2 separate regions of the Hordeum vulgare genome follow, and region 1 is linked to region 2. Evidence: chromatin contacts called from public Hi-C data. All regions are on one chromosome and are shown on one strand. Each heading gives the region's core, a stretch centred on a gene start, on an enhancer-like site or on the middle of the called end of the contact. The rest is flanking DNA. Distances are from core to core; before and after follow the strand shown.

The links. A called contact is a pair of places that touch in the nucleus more often than the background predicts.
Region 1: a contact with region 2 is called in a Hi-C map of leaf, with 3 times the contacts expected there. The contact joins the promoter of LOC123403745 here to the promoter of LOC123404400 in region 2. A contact is called at or near these places in 3 of 6 Hi-C or Micro-C datasets (leaf and seedling).

The regions. Positions count from the first base shown.
Region 1 is chr6H:402,030,139-402,036,153 of MorexV3_pseudomolecules_assembly, reverse strand. It overlaps LOC123403745 (probable serine/threonine-protein kinase PBL19), which reads left to right and starts at 3,894. Exons shown (of 4, transcript XM_045097657.1): 1 at 3,894-4,669; 2 at 5,502-5,762. The coding sequence starts at 4,244. The region is part of intron 6 of LOC123403746 (poly(U)-specific endoribonuclease-B-like); the gene reads right to left.
Region 2 is chr6H:401,803,539-401,809,519 of MorexV3_pseudomolecules_assembly, reverse strand. It overlaps LOC123404400 (iron-phytosiderophore transporter YSL15-like), which reads left to right and starts at 2,160. Exons shown (of 8, transcript XM_045098324.1): 1 at 2,160-2,370; 2 at 2,479-2,904; 3 at 3,007-3,176; 4 at 3,438-3,535; 5 at 3,632-3,766; 6 at 3,858-4,047; 7 at 4,153-4,270; 8 at 4,355-5,549. The coding sequence starts at 2,511. The coding sequence ends at 5,286.

The DNA.
Region 1 (6,015 bases), core at 2,645-5,144, 220 kb before region 2:
GGCACCGCCGCCGCTGTGCGATCTGCTCGGCCGCCGACGGGGAAGATGAACAAGGTTTCTGGTGTGAAGCGGAAGAAGGTACCTACGAAGAAACTTGCGGCCACTCCATACGCCCCGGCGAGACGTTCCCCGACGGTGCCTTCTTACGGCGCTGCTTCCACCGCAGGCTAGGTGTTCGATGAAAGGGCCGGAAGGTATGCTTCTTCTCTCACTTATTATTGTTTCGATTATTCGCCCATCGTGATGTGCTTTTACTCGATGTAGTCGTGGTTCGAACAATGTCGCTGCCGAGTTCGTGCACTTGTTGGCCACTAACGCAGTCGACATCGATCAAGCCCCGATCGGTGGTTACGATTACAATGAATTAGATTGTGGCATTGATGACCACGGAGGTGAAGAAGAGGTGGAGGAGATAGATGAGGGGACATATCAGCAATCGCAAGGAAAAAAATGTGAGATCAAAGAACTACACGGTCTTGGAAGATCAAATGTTGATCAAGGCTTGAAGTTCGGTGTCTATGGATCCTTGCACTGGTGTGTCTCAAACCGCCAAGACGTGTTGGCAAAGAATTGAAGACCAATATTTACATTTGATGGTCAAGTATCCAAACAAGACAGCACGGACCTTTCGGTCACTCCAAGGTCGTTGGAACGTGATCAAGCCGACTTGTAGCCGTTGGGCAGCTTGCTTGGAACAAGTTTACAATGCTCCTCCAAGTGAAACCGTCGAAGCCGACTATGTGAGTTGATTGCAATAAAATGGTTCCATTAGTTTGCACAATGTACAATGGTTCCATCGGTTTGATTTTGTTTTTATTGTGTAGGAAAAATTTGTCCAACAACGGTACAAAGCCATGTATGCTTCCGAAGACAGATTTTTTAAACTACAGCATTGTTGGGAATTGCTCAAAAATTGCAACAAGTGGGCGTTCATTGATAGAGAATCTCCATCGAAGAGAGGTTCACTTACGAACATGGATGAAGATGAAGATGAAGGTGGTCCAAGAAACTTGAACAAACCCGATGATGACAAAAAGACGAAGGAGAAGATGAAAAGGGAACACGAAGCATCGACCTTGCGGGACAAGATAGACTCCATGCTGTAATCAAATGAGGTATTGCTAGCAAAGTCTTTGGATGCAAAGATAGAGATGGCCGAGAAGAAGGCACGAGAGAAACAAGAGAGATGGAAATTGCTGAAGCAAGTTGAGGAGAGAAAAGCACGTGTCGCTAAGAACAAAACCATGGCCAACCTTCTTGCCGAAGAGAATAAGATCATGACTTTGAACCGCAATGACATGGACGACATCAGGAAAGAATGGCATGATATGACAAGGAGAGAAATCTTGAAGAGGAGGATGATTCCGTGTTATGGTGGCGATGGTTTATCCTCTGGAATCGAAACGGATGATTTTGCTGTCGGAGTAGGGACAAGTGTCGGAGTAGGAACAAGTGCACGCAATGGATCCGGGGGAGTCGATGGATTCAGGGGCGACGATGAACTCGATAGTCCAGACTGAAGAACGACTAGGATGCATGAAGTCCTTTTGCGTTTGTCTTTCAAACTATGCTCTCATTTCACGCGCGAACTATACTTTATTGTTTACATTCGAACTCATTTGTCGGAATCGATGTCAAATTGCAACTATGTTTTATCGCATGGTTTTTCAGTTTGCGGGTCGCCGCGGTGATGCCCGAACAGACCCGGCATTGAAGACTCGTATAACAACATCTTCTGCGAATATACTTTTATTCAGGTCCATTTTGAGGAGTCTGCCTGTGTCCGCACCCGCGTCGGTCCGCAAAACCCGTTTTTCGCGAACTGTAAACGACATTTACGGGTCAGGAGTATACAAGGTCTGCTAGAGATGCTCTTCGTACAAAGTTGAGACTTATTTTGAAACACGGGGATCAATTTTATAGGATCCCATGTTACTCAGTACACAATTCCTTTCATGAAAAAAAAGCTCACCAAGCGACTAAGTATGAAAGAGTAGGAGCATTTTCTTGGGACAAAGGCGGATGCCCTACAACAATGACATGTTTTATTATAAGAGAATGGCTTCTTCTATAAAGAAGATGTCATTTTTATTATAAGAGGATGGCATTTTATATCATGGCATTTTATATCGTCGCATTTATTATAAATTTGTCATGCATGATTTATATATGATGGCATTTTTTATTTTTTTTACTAGCGGTTATACATGAAAATCTTTTTTGAGACGTGGTACTTTATTATTATTTTCTATCTTATTTTATTTACTACCTAGTGGGCTGTAAGGCCTGGTAAAAAGGACTGACTGGGCTAGGCTGGGTTGTCCCCTCGCCCCCTCCCCCAGCAATTAGACGACAGATAAAGTGAAATCCCTAATTGATGAGTACATCCTCTATCACAGTTTAAAAGACATGCACCTGTATTTAGGTTATTAATTTAATTTATATAAAATATATTATTTAATATAAAAATTATATCATTAAAAATAGAACATCTAAAGTTTCTAATGATATATTTTTTGTAATATATACCTTTTATTAAGTTGATCAAATTAACAACCTAGATACATGTGCCGCACTTGTAAACTGAGACAAAGGGACTACTTCTTTTAGAGATAACTCCCACCTTCCAAGGCTGCGACAAGTAACGCATTGTATGTGTGCCACTTGTTGCAACCTCGAAGTTTTCCTTTTTTTCATAGATCCATATTTTTAAAATGTTTTATCTTTTAAACCTTGCGTTCAAATGTCAAACCGTTTTCACCATTGGATTCCTCGCATTGAGATCATCAAAACTAAATCCCATGTTGACAGGTTTGACGAACTTTTGTTTTACCAGAAAAACCGAACAAAAAACATACATCTCGCGAAATTTTTCATTTCTAGCCGTGCTTCTCGCGGAAGCAAAACCGTGCCTCTCACGAAAGAAACAAAAACAAAAAACACATTTTTTTCGCAGATGCAAATCCGTGCCTCTTGCGGAAGAAAAACCGTGGTTCTCACGAAAGAAATAAAAAAGCAAAAACACATTTTTTTACACATTTGTTTTGTTTACGAGAGGCACGTCGCAAAAGCAAATACATGCCCCTCGCGAAAGGAAAATCGTTCCTCTCGCCAAGGAAAAAAAACAGAAACGCATTTTTTTAGAGAGGTACTCTTGCAAAAGCAAAACCATGCCTCACCGAAGAAAAAACGTACCTCTCACGAAGGAAAAAAAAAATGGAAAACACTTTTTTGTCTTTTAGAGCCACAGATGTACCTCTCGCGGAAGCAAATCCGTGCCATTGGTGCAAGAAAAACCGTGCTTTTTGCGCGGGATAAAGAAAACACGTTTTTTCACGAAAAAAATAATTTTTTATCCTAAAGCTAAGAAAGACAGGTAAAAACTGAAACACCAAAAAATTACCTCAAAAATCCACCTAAAAAGTCAAAAACACGTGTTAAAATATAAATAAAAACTAAAGGGAATGCTCAGAACGTGACATGTGGCCGTGGCCGAAAACGTGACAAATGATGACGTGTGGAGTGATTGTTATAAAGCTTTCGAAGAAGCATTCGCCAACTAGTTGCTCTGCAGATAAAGGGTCAAGAAAACCCAGATAAAGGGGTAAAAAAATCAAATACCTAGCCCTACACACATTAATTAACTACTACTGGGTGGGTTACCCTTAAAAAAACTACTAGGTGGGGTACTTATTTTTTAGGGAAGATAATACTACGATGACTGGGTTGGCACATAGCAAAAACACGTGGGGTCAAAGCCATCCCTTCGATTTGCAAGGGCTACCCCCACCCGTCTCCTCTCCGGTCGCCATCGGAGACCATTCCGTTTGACTGATACGGTACGACCAGCCATGCCTAGTTCGTGTAAGTGTAACTCTGTTCAGAAACTTAGGCACGCAATCCGTAGTCTTCACACACATCGTTTTCTGCTTCCTTTCTTCCTACGCTTCACAGCGTAAAACCAACACCAAACCAAAATTCGAAACTTAGGTTGGAGGAAGGTTGGTGAAATTCATCGTTTGTTCCCCACGAAAAAGCAGAGGCTCCTTGGTGGCGCCATGCAGCCCCCCATTCTCTTCTCGTGCCAAACGATTCCGCGTCGGTTTTATTGACTTTCCCCGCGGCGGCTTTGTGCCGCGCGGTGCCGTGGTTCCTGGGCTCCATTCCCCTCGTGGTTGGAGCTGTCGGGGTACGAGGCCACCACCGGCCGAGATCGTAGCAAAGCTTCCGTTCTCCGGGGGAAATGGGTTGCCTCGGCCGCTTCAGGAGCAAGATCAGGACGGGCAAGGGCAAGAGACCGCATGGGAGGCCGGTGCCGGCGCCGGGCGCGTCCTTCACTTCCGAGGCCACCTGCTCGACGGCGTCGTCGTCGGCCGCGGCCACGAGCCAGTCCCAGTCCCAGGACTCGGGCGCGACCGTGAGGCCCGGCGGGAGCAAGTCGTCGGGGTCGGCGCGGAGCATCCCGGAGCTGTACGAGGAGCGGGGCGCGAGCAGCCTCCGCGAGTTCGGGCTCCGGGAGCTCCACGCCGCCACCAGCGACTTCAGCCGGCTGCTCAAAATCGGCGAGGGCGGGTTCGGGAGCGTCTACAAGGGGGTCGTCCGCCTGCCCAGTGGCCCCGCCGGCGGCACCGTGGTGGCCATTAAAAGGCTCAACACCAGCGGCCACCAGGTACTCCATTTCTATTTCCATGGTTAAAATTGGAGAGGGATTTCATTCGCTGGTCTTCTTCTCTTGTTCTTCTTTCTTTCATTCACGTTCTTCGTCATCGTAGGTTGATCCAGTGTAAAGATCTAGCCCGGATTTAATTTAACCCAATACTTTACTAGCAGTACGTGCCAATTGCGACTTATAGTAGCAGCTCGTCGCGTGCTGGCTTTCCAAATTTGGACACGGTTTGCACTATTGTCCCAGTTGTTGTAGTTAATTGATCTCTGTGGCCTAAGGCTGCAATCCTTCTGATGATATGCAATATGCGAACATAATGACACTATGCGTAGTTGCGTACTTTTGATAGATCATGTGGGTCTTTTAGGCTAGATGAGTTCGGTATGAGTAGTGGTTTATTACCTTGTGGTGCACTCGATAAGCTCCCTTCGTAGTCCATCGTGAGGTGGTGACGACGGTGGGGAAGGAAAGAGATGTGGTAGCGGCGGCGGTGGACTTCCCATCGCTTCAGTGCTACCCTCTAGATCGGATTAGGGTTAGGAATGGGGAACCAGTGGCGGCGACAAACCTCGTGTTTTGTGCCGTGGTCCCCACCTCCTCTATATATCACTCGCGGCAGGGGCCCACCAGCCTTGCTTGGGCTGGACGCCCCCGATCAGGACGTGAGTCAAGGTTTCAAAGGCCCATTGGGGAAGAGATCAATCTAACAACTTTCAGTAATGTTGTTGCATTGTAGTAGTATCATTATATTGTCTGGCTGTTTGCTACTAGGAGCCAAGGATTCGTTCAGTACTTGTATTTGACTTCATTTTGTCTCACTACCAACCTTGACCAGGGTCATAAGCAATGGCTGGCAGAAGTTCATTTTCTAGGGGTTGTCGAGCACCCGAACCTCGTCAAGCTCATCGGTTACTGTGCTGCCCGTAACGAACGAGGTCCTCAGAGGCTGCTTGTCTATGAGTTCATCACCAACAAAACCCTGGATGATCATCTATTCAATCGAGCATACCCTGTTCTTCCATGGGGAGTCAGGTTGGAAATAGTATTTGGTGCTGCTCAGGGTTTGATGTATCTCCATGAAGGCCTGGAGGTTCAGGTACAGCTTGCCAACTTATCGCAACATCCTTTCAGTGTGAGAATACTGCATCAAGAATGAGTCCAACGATGTATGACTGTTTACAACTTAGTTTGGAACTTGAACCATACCTGATTTGCAAATAATAGGGAGTGAAAATGCATAAATTCGTGTAGTACCACATCCTATTGGTAAATAATGGAATTTTTGCAAGTCAGAATAGCTGTGGATATCAAGATACCTTGATATTCCTTCCGTCTCAAAATAACTGTCT
Region 2 (5,981 bases), core at 911-3,410:
CCGCTCGCATCAACCAGAGAGCAGCAACCCGAGGGTATCACCCCTGGGGCGGTAGTTGCACCGGACGTACCAGCCTAGCGGTACAACCGCTTGGGAGTAAAAGCTACTGCTTTGGTAAGAGTTTGAGGACTTCTCTCTCAATGAGCGGAAGATTATGAGGTGGGTGAAGAAGGAATGCGTACGTGCATTGATTCACAAAATACCTTCTCATGAGGATTACCTCTTAATAGTACATGTTTCCTACGACTAAAGAAGTAAACACGTAGAAAACACCGTCTTCGATCTTTTTCGTCCGGAGGGAATGCCTAATCGTCTTGTACCAAACAAAGTGTAAGTGGAGAACTTGACGCACAATTAGACCATAATGTGAGTTGTCATCATCACCAAAACACTAAGGCGAAAAATGCCCTAACATGGGGCTCGACGGTTCGACGCTGGCCATCGTGCCAGGGGAGGGAGGGGGAGAGGAGGGAGGGGGAGGGAGAGAAGGGACATCGTCGGAACTCTCTTCTTACTCTTTGTTGAAACAGTTGTTTAGTAAAGAAGGGCCTTTGTTTATACCGCAATAGCCAGCGAACGTTCGCTTGGAGGGATAGACATTTGCCAATGTTTTACATGGCAAGTTTAGTCGTGGAGGGTTGACAGTTTGTTCAGAAACGCATATCATTTTTTTGGAAGAAAATAACTTTTGCGGCAAAAATAAGGGCAGAATTTGCCATCTCACAACACCTGAAACTGCCCAAACAAAAACCTTCGCTTGCCACCCCTTGCTGGCTAACGTTTGCGAGATAACATTACAAGTTTGTTCTAAAAAGAAAATATGGTCCTTCTAAATAGAAATATTACCAAAGTCAGCAGGCCCGGATTATCCTGCTAATCCAATAGTATTCTGGAATTTCTAGATTGCCCGAGTATGGATCAAATGCAGCCGCTTCTTTTCTTTGACCGAATCTCGTGTTCCCTTTGCACCCAGCGGCAAGATTATCGCTCACAGACCACCACTACTTTTCTTACTCCTTGGCAACTCCTGCTTAGTGCTTGGTGCCTAAACTTGTGTTTTGAAAGGCCCTTGCCACTTTAAACTGAAGGATTATGTATTTCTTTTAGCCAAGGTCAACTGGAGCACATCATATTGTACGTGCCAAAATTGCCATCCCATAGGTAAGGCAAAAAGCGGCATGAAGCAGGCGTATTGTTGTGCTGTAGATACAGTACCAATTCCAAGCTGCCTATACAAACCTTGTTTTCTTCCGTTGACTTGCTAAAATCTACTATTGTAATATATATTTTTTTGAAAGAAAAGGGTTACCAATCCCATTTTATTAAAATGAAGCAGCCAAACAACCAAGACCAACAACTAAACCGAAAAGCATCCAACCCAGGCACAAACACTCAGGAAATCTACTATTGTAATATTCGTCACATTATTCTGTTTGACAACTGATTGGATGTGAACCTTTTATGCTTGTATCATCTTGATGCGACGTTAAGAGGTATTAAAATCTCCCTTTATCGAAACAAAATTCCTAACTTATCAGAGTTGAAGGGGTTGCCACTGATATGTACATCTCTCCAAATAAAATTTGGGAAATGCAACTGACTTTCGTAATAATTCCGATGCAAGAATAACTTTCAGTTGGTTCGAGAGAGTTGGTTTGTTCATCACAATTGCAGTTTGTATATATGGTTATCACAAAAGAATGTTCCCATTTTGGTGTGAATACAATAGATTCTTTAGATCTTTTATAATTTGAGATATGGCCACACCTGATTTCCCAGCATGATCAATAGGTGATTTCCCCAATACATGTTTTTAACTGCCTAATACATTTCATTAGCACTTCGGAATTAATGAAGCTTAAGACATGATGGCACGAAAAGTGCCGGCACTGATAGTCTCCCATCCTTGCTTGTTCCTTTCTTTAACAACTCTCTTTGAGTCCGACAGCTTACACACAGTTCTTTTTTGGAGGTAGTCTTGGTACACACTGATAAGACAGTTTCCTACTAGTTTATCAGTGATCCAGAGTCAAACAAACCCGCGAATAGGACATCCCGTAACACTTCCGCCGATCACCTTCGGATGGACCACCGATGTAAATTTGGGCCGCAGCTCCATCATCTTTAGTACTTGGTCAGGAACATCCGCTTACACCATGAATAAATAAGAGGGTGGACTTTTCCCAATGATTCTCTCTATAAAACCATGGCATCGGCCATGATTAACATCATAATCTCACCGCAAAAGCACACGGTTCCAGCTCGCCTCGTGGGCGGAAACGGGGAACGACTTCCTGGAAGCTGCGGCCTCCAGTGATTCTTCTTCCACGGTACAGTGATCAGTCGACCACTACGACCTTGATCGTTGAGGTGAGCGATGCTTCCTGCCAGTTCTTGCTCGAAAATGCTGGCCAGACTTTGGTCTTGGTGTAAAGATATCTTTCTGTTCTCGTTTAATTTTGCTTCCTGCTACGGTAGCAGCAGCTGCGGAGGCAAGAAGCAGAGCCACCATGGACATCGTCGCCCCGGACCGCACGCGGATCGCGCCGGAGATCGACAGGGACGAGGCCCTGGAGGGCGACAGGGAGTCGGACCCGGCGCTGGCGTCGACGCGCGAGTGGCAGCTGGAGGACATGCCACGGTGGCAGGACGAGCTGACGGTGCGGGGCCTGGTGGCGGCGCTGCTCATCGGGTTCATCTACACCGTCATCGTCATGAAGATCGCGCTCACCACGGGGCTGGTGCCCACGCTGAACGTCTCCGCCGCGCTGCTCTCCTTCCTGGCGCTCCGCGGGTGGACGCGCCTGCTGGAGCGCTTCGGCGTCGTGTCCCGCCCCTTCACGCGGCAGGAGAACACCATCGTCCAGACCTGCGGCGTGGCATGCTACACCATCGCGTTTGCCGGTTAGCACAACATTATTCCTGGCCATGCATGCATGCCATTGCCATGACGCCGGTCTCTGTATAGTTGTTGATCGATTGGTCTTTGTTACTGGCGCGCTACAGGTGGGTTCGGGTCAACCTTGCTGGGCCTGAACAAGAAGACGTACGAGCTGGCCGGTGACTCGCCGGGCAACGTGCCCGGAAGCTGGAAGGAGCCAGGGATAGGCTGGATGACGGGGTTCCTCCTCGCTTGCAGCTTCGGGGGCCTCCTCACTTTGATTCCCCTGAGACAGGTCTCTTTCTTCTGGCTTTACTTCAGTTCTTCCAACATCTCGTGTGCACTTTTTTTTTGGAATTTATGTGCACTGTGTTGCTACGTTACACGTTACATACTAACATTAAACTAGCTCAGCCACACCGGATATATACACGGTTGTATTTTAACTTTAGAATTGATAAAAATTTAAGAAGGTAACACAATTCGTTAGGCGTTAGACAATTGCGCCTTTTTTCATCTGTCTTGACCACTCGATGATTTGATATAATGTGTTCAGGTACTGGTCGTCGACTACAAATTAGTTTACCCAAGTGGGACTGCAACTGCTATTCTTATAAACGGGTTCCATACCGATCAAGGGGACAAGAATTCAAGGTATGTACATTTTGACCTTTCAGTCATTAAACCAAGCAATTTGTGGTGAGTTCTTGATCTGTATGGATTGCTATTCTTACCTTCCATGCATGACAGAAAGCAAATCCGTGGATTCCTGAAATACTTTGGGGGTAGCTTTCTGTGGAGTTTCTTCCAATGGTTCTACACTGGAGGCGATGCTTGTGGATTTGTTCAGTTCCCAACTTTCGGTTTGAAGGCCTGGAAGCAGACGTAATTCTTTTGACAAGCTGCTTCTCATTGTGGATCGTCATAATTTGTGGCGTGTGATCTCTTAACTCCCAGCTTATTATTTGTGTTTCAGATTCTACTTTGACTTTAGCATGACATACGTTGGTGCCGGGATGATTTGTCCACATATAGTAAATATATCTACCCTCCTTGGTGCAATTATCTCATGGGGAATAATGTGGCCACTCATCAGTAAAAACAAGGGGGATTGGTACCCTGCAAAAGTACCAGAAAGCAGCATGAAAAGTTTGTACGGTTACAAGGTATGTACCACAACTATTTTTCTTCCTTGGTGACAATCACATAAATTAGTAGCAGGCCGTAATGGAAAATTGTATGTGACTGACCATAATTTCTTCACCACCCAGGCCTTCATATGCATAGCTCTCATCATGGGGGATGGCATGTACCACTTCATAAAAATTGTTGGCATCACTGCTATGAGCATGTATCGGCAATTTAGCCACAAGCAGGTTAACAACAAAGGTAAGAACAAAGGACAACAAAAAATAAAGTGCATAATCACTCAAGAAATGAGTTTTTTCCTAATGTTGAGCAAATGAATTGCAGCAAAAAATGCGGACGACACTGTCTCGCTTGAGGAGTTACACCGCCAGGAGATCTTTAAGAGAGGCCACATCCCCTCTTGGATGGCATACGCTGGTTATGCCTTGTTTAGCGTTCTTGCAGTGGTTACAATACCAGTAATGTTCAAACAAGTGAAGTGGTACTATGTTGTTATAGCCTATGTCGTTGCCCCCATGCTTGGATTTGCCAATTCATACGGGACAGGGCTTACCGACATCAACATGGGCTATAACTATGGCAAGATCGCTCTCTTTGTCTTTGCGGGATGGGCCGGTAAAGAGAATGGTGTCATTGCCGGCCTTGTTGCTGGCACCTTGGTTAAGCAGTTGGTGCTTATCTCTGCCGATTTGATGCAAGACTTCAAGACGAGTTACCTCACTCAAACATCACCAAAATCCATGATGATTGCACAAGTTGTTGGAACAGCCATGGGTTGCATTGTCTCCCCCCTCACGTTCATGCTCTTCTACAAGGCATTTGATATTGGTAACCCAGATGGTACTTGGAAGGCACCTTATGCACTCATATACCGCAATATGGCAATACTTGGTGTGGAGGGCTTCTCGGTGTTGCCGAAGTATTGCATCGTGATATCCGGTGGATTTTTCGCCTTTGCGGCGATTTTAAGTATAACAAGAGATGTCATGCCCCACAAGTATGCGAAGTATGTGCCCCTGCCAATGGCAATGGCAGTTCCATTCCTTGTAGGTGGGAGCTTTGCTATTGATATGTGCCTCGGGAGTTTGATAGTTTTTGCATGGACCAAGATAAACAAGAAGGAGGCTGGCTTCATGGTGCCTGCGGTTGCATCCGCTTTGATATGTGGGGATGGCATATGGACGTTCCCTGCTTCCATTCTTGCTCTTGCCAAGATTAAACCACCAATTTGCATGAAGTTTCTACCTGCTGCCTAACGGACCGAAAAATATACTAGGTGACCAAAGATGCATTGAATTTCCATAGTTGTGCCTTGCTGAACTATCTTTTAGTGTTTTGTTTTACTGGAGATGCTTCGGTACTCGAGGTGTCTAGGAATGATACGTTGGTATGTGCTTTTACGGGGTTATAACCTTGGAATTTTTTTCTTTATTTTTATGATATTCTGGGGTGTTTATAACTTTAATCAAGTATGCCTATTGAGTTAATGTGAATACATAATATGTATTTTGTGCTTGAACATTTTTCAGATAACTTGGTATTTTTGTTACTATATGGCCCTCACATGTATGTATCGTGTTTTATACTCGTTGATGATCCGAGATTCAAGCACTATCGGAATAAAGCTTCCGACTGCCTAATCTATGCCGGCGGCCCCCGTTGACATACCTCGACGTATGCCGATGGTCGGCAGTAGACCGTCAGGACAAAAAAGCCGTCGGCGTAGGTCTAGGTATGCCTACAGCCCCCGTCGACACAAAAAAGCCATCGGCATAGTCCCAGTTGTGCCTACGGTGGCCATCAGCATAGGAAGGCTGTCGGTATACACGTGGGACTGGCTGGCCGATGGCAGACGGCGAGTTGACGTCGTCCAACATACGCTGACGGCGGCCGGCGGCATAGCTGTGCTGACAGTCAAGCTGTTGGCATAGCCTTGCCACGTGGTGTCGTT